Linked DNA regions of Gasterosteus aculeatus: region 1 is linked to region 2. Evidence: chromatin contacts called from public Hi-C data. All regions are on one chromosome and are shown on one strand. Each heading gives the region's core, a stretch centred on a gene start, on an enhancer-like site or on the middle of the called end of the contact. The rest is flanking DNA. Distances are from core to core; before and after follow the strand shown.

The links. Hi-C and Micro-C count contacts between places; a contact is called where the count stands out from the background.
Region 1: a contact with region 2 is called in a Hi-C map of skeletal muscle, with 2.5 times the contacts expected there. The contact joins two enhancer-like sites. A contact is called at or near these places in 3 of 6 Hi-C or Micro-C datasets (skeletal muscle and tail fin).

What each region holds. Positions count from the first base shown.
Region 1 is chr2:14,001,983-14,006,986 of fGasAcu3.hap1.1, reverse strand. acot7 (acyl-CoA thioesterase 7) reads left to right here. Exons shown (of 9, transcript XM_040193841.2): 3 at 53-209. Among protein-coding and RNA genes, the nearest start is that of LOC144384569, 7.5 kb to the left of the region's middle. Within about 2 kb of position 1,301, at least 2 of the 9 cell types and tissues checked have open chromatin away from gene starts, as enhancers often do.
Region 2 is chr2:13,949,120-13,954,152 of fGasAcu3.hap1.1, reverse strand. It overlaps gpr153 (G protein-coupled receptor 153), which reads left to right. Exons shown (of 7, transcript XM_078084161.1): 6 at 1,976-1,995; 7 at 2,502-5,033. The coding sequence ends at 3,263. Among protein-coding and RNA genes, the nearest start is that of her3, 8.9 kb to the right of the region's middle. Within about 2 kb of position 2,677, at least 4 of the 9 cell types and tissues checked have open chromatin away from gene starts, as enhancers often do.

The DNA.
Region 1 (5,004 bases), core at 52-2,551, 54 kb before region 2:
AAGCAGGTTTCAATATTTTTAGAGTTTCCTGTTTGCTGTTTCTCCTCTCTAGGACCGCTGCTTGGCCGCTCTGGTTCGGGTGGAGAAGACGGAGTTCCTGTCCCCCATGTTCATTGGCGAGGTGGCCCACGTCACGGCTGACATCACTTACACCTCTCAGCACTCGCTGGAGGTGCAGGTCGAAGTCATTGCCGAAGACATCCTCACAGGTGACTTACCAGCATTTTTTTGTTTTTCGGCAGGCACATAACTGTTGGATAATACATATAAGTGTTGAATTTCAATATAGGCAAATCACACACATTCTACCTGTTGTATGAATAATGCAGTTACACCTGTGGGAACAATATGTCATATTGAAAGAATATTTGTTTCAACCTGTCGCGTTATCATATCACTTCAGAGGAGAAGAATGAATGAGAGACTAGTATTCACAAGCAGGAGGATGGACAAAACACACATACACACACAAAACAACCCCTCTGGCAGAGGAAATCGCCTGCGAGTGCGATTGGCTTTTGCAAAAAAACACTTCTCAGTGATATTTTGCTGTTTTACCAGTAGAGGGCAGCGCACAATAAGTAACAGAGGCCTAAGAAGCATGAGAGATGAAACACTGCTTCCATGGGGCTCTGAACGACATGCTGTGACACGGGTGTAGAAACTAAGCCGTGCTGATTTCTAGTTTAGAATCTTAGCCAAGTGATGCAGTTGTTAATTATATTCTATTATTATGATATGTGCTAATTGAATGCATGCTATGTACACAGGAGAGCATGCTGTATACACACACACTCACACATAGCCCCTCTGAGTGAAGACCATGGGAGGATCACATTTGGCTGACCTAGCGTTGTCTCTGAAAGGCCAGTGATGCACAGACTGTCGGTAGAAGCACATAAGGCCCTGAGCATGCTGCAACTGCTTTAGAAGTAGAGATGATGAAACATGTACGGATTCACATGCACAACATATCACAGTGATGCTGGCGTGGATGCGTTTGAGTGGCATCGGGGGAGTTTTTCTCAGTATGTTGCAATGTGTAGCTTGTGTGCGTTGTTGTTAACGAATCGGTAGTTAGAAGTTAGTTGAATTAAGACCGAGCGATCGAGTGACACAGTAAGACAGTGCGGACAAACATATTCATGAGGAAGAAGATAGCACATGGAACAGAAGAAGAAGAGGGTGAGCGTATGAAGGAGATAGACAGAGGGATGAAGGAAAGGAGGTGTGAGAAACAGAAGAAGTATCCCCTAGACGGCCGTTGCCCTAGCAACAGACTTGTACTGGTTGGTTGGCTGGTTGCTGGGCTGGAAGCTGGTTGACGAAGGCGGAGATATGAGATGACAGGTGGAGAGGAGCACACATATGCAGGCATTGGCAAGGACGGCCTTCTACATGAGCTATTGGGAAGGACCTCGAAGAAGTAATACCACTAAGAGTTTCATCCGATGCACCTCACAGGATCTGTGATTCAAGGCTTTATTCCTATATTCTTCATATATCGGACAAAAGAGAAGACATCCTCATATGCTCTGATGTAAATATGACATGTTTTTACTTTTATACGCAGATCCTCCCTTTTTAAAAATAGAATACCACAGAAGAAAACGGCTGCATGTCACTTCCTGAGGAATGGTTCAGTTCCTCTATTAATAGATTCTAGGTTCTAGGTTGTTGATGTTAATGGGTTCTTAATTCAAAGAGTAGTTTTGGAGTTGGGTCAGTGTGGGGGTAACATAGATGTGCGAAGCGTTGAGATTAGGCGCTGAGGGGTCTTCCTCTGGGACATCAAACGTTCCTTTGAGGTCTCAAACACATCTGCCACATCTACCCACATATATATACATATATATATATATATATATATATATATATATATATATATATATATATATCTTGATAACGGCATCATCTGTCAGTCTCAACCAAACAAATATTAGACATCTTTATATAGTATTTACATTTAGCTTCTACATTAAAAGTGGAGTCAGAGCCTGGCTATAGAAAGTAGGTCATATACGGGTGCATGCATCTGAGTTGAGACAGCTGCTATTCATATGAAATTCTGAGTGTCAGTATGTTTTTATAAATTGAGTTTTTATTGTAATGTCCGCGGTTGTCCGTTATCGATAACTGAAAGAAAAGTTACGTTGGCTGCGTCTGTCACTCCTTGGGCGTCGCAATTAGATGCATCATTTTGCAAATGTGTGTTTGCACACATGTGCATTTGTGACACATTATGTCTATGCGTAGTGGGTGAATCTGTATTTACATGCGCGCGTGTGTGTGCGCGCCTGGGTATGTGTGTGGGATTTAATCAGTGTTTGGCCCTTTAAAAGGTTCCTGCGGGGCCGAGGGGGAAGAGAAGATAACGGGAGCAGACATTATTTGCTTCTGTCATGTCAGCTTAGCATCAGGCCTCACACACTGCGGCCCAGTCAGACACGGACGCCAAGTGGATGTACCTGCACACATGCTGCGACACGACGCATGTACCCGACACATTCTGAGACACACATGCGGGCTGTGACCTGTGTGCATACAGAGCTCGATATGCACACGCAGACACATTCTGCATAGAAAAAGTCACACGTCTACATGTCTTCACGCATGTACACACTAAACACACACAGCCCTTCTTTCGAAAAGATGTTCCGAACTGAGGCAAGACTGGCAGGGTTTCTTTCACCAGACAAAAAATTGATAGATGGCTTGAACAGTAATAAGAAGACATTTTATTTTTACATTTTACACTCGCATATGTTGTTTAAATTCATATTTGAATGCACTTTTGTGTATATCCGAAAGCTGCTTTTGTGCTGCTTGGTTTCAACATAAATGCTCATGATTCTTATGTTCTGCAATACTATTTAGATTACACTCATCTTTGTATTTTTTCTCTCATGTTTATTTCACGTGTGTGTGTGTGTGTGTTGGGGAAGGAGGCAGCACCCAGGTTCCACAGTCAGTCAGGCAACATCTCGTCAGGCAGGCCTCAGTCACCGCCCCCAAGGGGGAGGCTGCCTACTGTGGGCACGAGCCGTGATGATTGTTCCCGCTGGGGGGATTGCACATGCGCACTAGCACACACACAGACCCGTTCACATCGTCAGTATGCACAAACATGCATGAAAATACACATTCATATTTCAAAACGGCACACTGTCACAATAACACACACGTCCACACACAGATCCCTGTTAGAAAAATGCATCTGTACGAGCACACACGCACCAGGTCTGCAGGTGTGAAATTAAAAGACAACAAAAAAGACAGAATATTGATCAATACACGCAGGTTTGCACGCAGCCACCTTCGGATCAAACACTCACATACAGAATATTCCCGCAGAGATAATAAGGCTCGCATTGCATGTACACTCAAGCACACATTTGCATAAACACATCATACACAGATTGTGCCCCCTCAACACGCACACACGCATAGATAGAGCTGAGAGCAATGCATTGTGGGTTAAGGCTGGAAATAATCATCGCAGTTCCTGCCGTGATCCTGGGTGGTCACGAAACTGCACATGTTGAAAGAGAGCTGAAAAATGTTGAATCACTTTATAATCCATAAAATGTGGCACAAATGTGCTTAAAATTAGCATCATTTATTAAGTGACCCACACCAAAACTTTACCCATGGCATGATGTCATACATTTCTATCGCGCTACAACAACTAAGAGTGGGATTTTTAGGGTAGTTAAAAGTAGCCTTGGCTCAGCAGAATGGAAAATGTGTGTTTTTGATCATGTGGATCAAGTGCTGAGACTGATCCTCACTATCTCTCAGCCTGAAACATGGTGATCAGGAAGGAGAAAAGGAAACGAGGTGGGGAAAGAATGACGGATAGTGGGCAGGAGTCAAGGAGGATAGAGGAGGGGTGAACGATTACAACAGAGCGATAAATCAAGTGAAACTGTTGGAGTTGAAAGATGGACGTCGGTGAAGGGGATGTCAAGGGAAAACGAAAAAGGAGCAATAAAATAAAAAATGAAAGATGTTAAAGCAGACTGGAATGACGCACTGTTCAGAGCACCTAAATGTGCATCTAGGAACCATTAAAAATGGTCTGAAGTAGTGATTGACGGCTTAAATTTAGATTAAAGTGGATTGCGTGATGCATGAGTAGTGTTGGAGGGATGTTTCGCCTTCTTAAGCGCCCATGTGAACACTGAAATAAGTACCCAAAAATGCCCTCATTTATTATTAAATATGACTAAGCAAAGCTTTTGGGAATTCTACCGCCTATTAGAAAGTTAAAGCCTTGTATGTCCAACAGCTACTAGTGCTCTTTGTTTAGTTGTTAAAACCCCAGTTTTCTGGATTTCCTTCCCATGATAAGTTGAACGTTTAAAATAAACACACCGATAATCCGATGAGAATGATTTGCCTTTGATGCAGACTGGCTCTTAGTTTCTATTGTTGCTACGGTTACGTCAGTTTATTTTATCACTGCTCTCTGTTTGCTGACAGCCAGCTGAGTGATGGTCTCCTATGTAACACTCACGGGCAGTTCTTGCACACTAATGCACTGCTGCACCATTAAGCGATCAATTAAAAGAAAGCCAGGTGCCATTTTGTCTCAGCTGTCATCGTAGCTGCCAGAGTGCCTTTCATTGTTCCACTATCAACTTAACTTGAAAAAAAAAAAAACACACACAAAATCACTGTGGTATGTTTATTGAGCATTGTGCCACACAGTGGGGAAATTGGAGTGAGCAGATTTGTGCAGCTTGTGTTCGGAGCGGATGCCGCCAGAACCCTCCTATTTACTAATTCATTCATTCTAAGTAAGCCAGCTGTCCCTCCTGCTCGTAGGAACCTTTTCTTTTGTCACTGCAATACGTTTATGGTAATGACAAAGAAACCAACAGATACAAGAAACCCATGTCTAAAATTATTCTACAGCCATTTTTACAAAAAGACCGAGATGAATTTGTCTTATTAAAGATCATTTTATGAATGAGGTCTGTTGAACTTGCTTTTCTCTGA
Region 2 (5,033 bases), core at 1,428-3,927:
TTACATTGCCTAAGAGTAAGCCCTGTAGCTTTGAATATTCTTATTCTAGCTATTTTTAAAATAGTGCCCATGAAGGATTTAAAAAATGTTTCCTTACTCTAAACATTCAAATTGAATTATCGTTCATTTTTCTAGCAACGTCCTTTTTTACCGTACACCCTCATAGAGCATACCCATATAGGCTAAATCAAGAAAACCGAACAGTGAAGCTTGTCCCTCTTTTCTATTCGTCTGTCTGTCTTGTCTTGTGTATTGAGTTCGTTGCTCTCTAATCCTGACGTCCGTGCTTTTCTGCACTTTGCAGAAAACAGCCAAGATGGAGGAATTCATGCCGACTTAATATTTGACAGACCATATGACTATAGCTCGGCGCCTGAAATCGTGACGGTAGACCGTAATGCCAAGTATGAGTTCTCAACCTTAGAAAGGGGGGTTCCGCAAGGGTATCCATTGAGAGAACAACAGGAAGATAAAATGCAGTATTTGCAGGTATATTTTTTTTTCTATTAATTTTCTTCATTATTTCACTTGATCAAATGAACTATTTAAAAATGACACTGTGCTTGCTAAAGTTTTCTGGAATCATCCAACATTTTGTAATGCTATCTCTACCAGATATGCCACAGATTTCTTTGTATATTTTACATGAATCACAAATACACTCTGGCTGACTAATGTTTGGTAAATATGACCATCAACCGTCCAATCAGCATGTTAGATATGCTTCCTTAATCAAATAATCTGTCCTAAACATGGGCCTACATGCATTTAACTTTGTTTTTATTGTGCAAGGGTAAGAGATTAGTAACTGACATACCTTCTACATTTCAGGAGTCTCAAGTTTTCATGAAAGCACTATAAACCTTTGCTCATGTTCTACCCCAAAAGCATTGTGTCCATTGGATCGGACATCCATCCCAGTCAGATGCAGGGCTGTGAAATGCTTCTTTTTCAGCCTGCATTTATGCCAAAACGTTCTTTCCCAACCTGCAGCCTTCTATGTCAATTCAACAAAAGTTTTTTCCCGGATTTTGTCCCAATACTTACACTGCAGGTTGCAATGCAGGCCCACAGTTTAACGTTCATACAATTTAAAAAAAGAAATGATTTGATTAAAGCAGTGATGATGAAAATGTTGCTTGACTTGGCCTGGAAGGCTGTGGTAATGATAGTTAACTTTAGAATCAACTGATGCAACCCCTCACAATATTAACCTTTAACAAAGCATCTCCATACTGTGTCATCTTTGTCAGAAAACAACTTAACAAGGGCTTCGGTTTTGTCAGTGCAGCTGAAGCAATCTACATAACTTGAAAAATTTGCTTATTGGAAAAAAAGATGTGCGTAAATATAGCTGGTATTAGACCACAGATGTCCAACATTTTAAATACCAATTTGATTTTTTTCAAAGCCTGGAAACAGAGATGTATACAGTAGTATCATTTCATCAGACCAACTCATTACTCCATCCATTGTTTTTGTGACCAATCATTAGATTTAGGAGATTCATGACATTGTAAATAGCTGTGTTATTGATTGCTGTATACATGTGATGATGAACAGGTGCATTTTTTAAGTCAGTTTCAGTGGCTAAACTGAGTCACATTATGTTTATGCTGTTGGAAGGCGTTACGGCCCAACTAGAACATGAACAAACAAAACCTTTAATCAATCCAGTCAATAGAATATACATTTGAGAATGTTCCTTCCTGCATGGCTTTAATTCAGAATAAAGCCTCTTCGGCTTTATTAGCTATTTGTGGGAGTCTGTGTCTTTCTTCATCGTGCATCTTAATTCATTCCTGTGCTTGTGCTGCCGTCTGCTGTTCAGCCTCCCACCTTACACACTCAATGCTACTGTATCGTCTACTGTCTCATTTCTCTGTATTTACTAAAACCCACCACAGGGGGGCAGGCTGATATCAATCTTGTGGCTCTTGACGTCACCTTGACAAATCCTCTCTCTCTTGCATAGTTGTCAGAGCAGAATGGAATGTGAGTATAACGTGTAGGGATCGTCTTTTGCCATGTTCATCTTCTGATAAAGGAGGCGTATACTAGTTCAGATGTAACCATGTTGATTTATGTTAAAATGCTCATGTATGTAAGTAGTCATTAACAATAGAAGTCAAAAATACTCCTATCATCTCCAACAAGCAACCGATTGTGCTGCTTTACAGCTGGACCAGTGTACCAAAAAATAGAATGGATATTTTTACTCGCCTAAAAATGATCGCTGAGCTTAATGCCACTAACCTAAATATTTACCCTAAACAGTCCTTTGGGATTGTTGCAGGTCAGTGGTATTACTAAAATTGCAATGTACCATCACAGAAGCCTTCTTGTAATGCCCTTTTAATTGATAATATAGGTGTAACATAACATATATTCTAATGTTAACAATGAGCTACAATGATTAATGGTTCTGTTTTGCTGCAGGAAAAAAAATAATGGCCCAGTTATTTACCCACTGAAGGGTTTTCTCTGTGTGTTCCGTCCAGGTGCCCCCTACAAGAAGATACTCCCACGACGATACCGACATGTGGACCAGCGACCAGATCCCCTCATACCTTCACCGATGGGGCTCCAGCGAGGACATGATAGTGACGGCCCACTACAGCTCCACCTTGCCGCGCCGCGAGAGGCGCAGGAACAGTCTGGTCTCCTACCACGAGGAGAACCACCACCACCACCACCCGCACCGCAAGCGGCGGCGCTCTGAGGAAAGTGCGCACTCCCTCAAGCACCTGCCGCGCGTGGCCGGCGGCGGGGAGCACCGCGAGGACGCCCCGCGGTGTTTTAGCCGCGACGAGGTGATCAACTTCATCGACGAGACGCCGCTGCCGAGCCCGAGGAGGAGCCCGCGGCGCGCCTCCGCCGTCTCGCTCGCCCCAAACGTGTACGAGCAGCACGCGGTCCCCCTCCCCCACTTCCCCCTCACGGACTTTGAGCGAGAGCCCCACGCGCTCAGGCGGCTCTCGGAACACAAAAGGAGCAGCAGCAGCAGCAGTCGGGAGGACGCGCCCGACGCTTCGCCCAAGCCGGACCGGCCGCGCGCGCGCGACGGGAAGCCGCCAGGCGAGGCGGACGCGCGGACTCACGGGCGCGCCGCCTGCAGGCCCGGGACGGACGCCGGGGCTGACTGGGGTTATCAGAGGCACCCGAGCAAGGGCCAGCGGGGTCACGGTTTCCTAAGCACACCCTCGGGGTCTTCCAAGGGATACATCACCTTCCACTCCGATTCTGTCGGCTCCGCCACCTGAAAGCAGAGTTTCCCCTCCGTGATATCAACATTGATATAGAAGCAATGACAAGCAAACAGGGTATTGATGGTTACGCGAAAGTGACAGCCTGGATTATTTGTTCTTTTTACTTGTGCCACTACTCAGTTTTACGATATATTTGGGACCAACATGCAACTATGCTAAATGGCTTTGGGAGCTTTTCTGAATGGGCCTAAAGTGAACTTCCTGGGGGACTGTGAAACGTTTGTGTCGTATTGTTATTCAGCTTTTATATCAACAAATTATGTTTCTTTTCTAGCACTGACACAAATACAACTTTTTTTTTAAATAGAGTGAGCATTGCCACATTGTTTTGACTGTTTGATGTTGTTTCTTATGAACTGCTCAAAGAATTCAAGTTGTCGGTAGTTGTTTAAGGAGGTATTTATCTCTTTCCTTTTTCTTGAATTCATTGTACTTTATTTTGCCTTTTAATACCAGTGTGTTTTTTTGTTGTACGCACACATTGGCTTTCAAACCAAACTCTGAATGGACTTCAGGACATGCCACAGTATACATGTTTTTCTTTTCTGATGTACACCTTTTCTATTATAAACACAAGTTTGTTTTATATTTTTCAAGCACCCTTTGTCAAAACTGAGGCTTTTAACACCAAACTCTTTGTTTGCCTAATAGTTTTAAAGTTACTGTGTGATATTGAGATATAACATGAAGACCCCTAAACTCCTAAGGAGCATGTAAAGTAGATTGAAATGTCATATAGAAGAAAGGATATTGGATTAGGGTTTTGTTTAATGGGACCGTCGCTTAGAACTTTTCCACCCAATTCCCATGCCAATGTTTATGTGTTACCCACAACTGTTACCCACCATTACGTTGAATATTTCCATATAAAACATTTGACGAATGCAGCTGGAAATAGTGCTTTGTCCCCATCAACTGAGCGTGTCTGCCTGACCTCACCTCTTTGTTTCAGTAATGTGTAAGGAAGCTCCAAAAATTATTTTATTCTTTGAATGCTCCTTAAGAAGGAACTTCTCAAATATGTAAAATGGGGCAGAGGTTGAATGGTCAAGCCTTTAAGCTGACCAGATGTAGCACATGTTGAATTCTGATGTTGTTCTTTGACCCTTTAAAGATGTTAGCAACAATTAGGAACATTGTCAAAAGGATGGGAATGGCGTATAGTAAATACGCTACAACAAAAAGCAGATCTGATATGTTAAGACTGATGATCTTCTATTCCCAGAGCTCAATTGACAATGAGTAATGGGATTTATTGTAGCCCCATAAATGTAAGCAAATCTAAGCATCCCCACATATGGATTCAGGAATGTGAGGAAATTCAAGTTTGCATTTATTAATTTTCTATATATATACATTTGGAGAGTAAAATGGTTCAATGGTCATTGTGACAAAGTATAAAGGTCGAGGAAGGTAATGATAATATTATTAGTGAGCATAGTTTTGTGATCTTCTTATTTTACCCCCTCACTCTCATTGCAGTAAACTGCTTCAGAAAGCCTGTTGGTAAATTCATCAAGAAGTTTCCATGTTTTCCAAATGTGAAAATGTGCTTACTAAAAGGAGGGAGAACGCTTTGAGAGATATTAGCAGACCCAACCGGGTGGTGGACGTCTTATGGACAGTAACTGCTAACCTATTTGGGCATTAAAAGGTTTTCAAAGAAGATACAAGGTAAGGATAACATGAAATTGAGATGTACCCTTTGACAGCTATACTAGCTGTAAACTTTTATGGTATTATTCAAGTAATAAAGTTGCACAT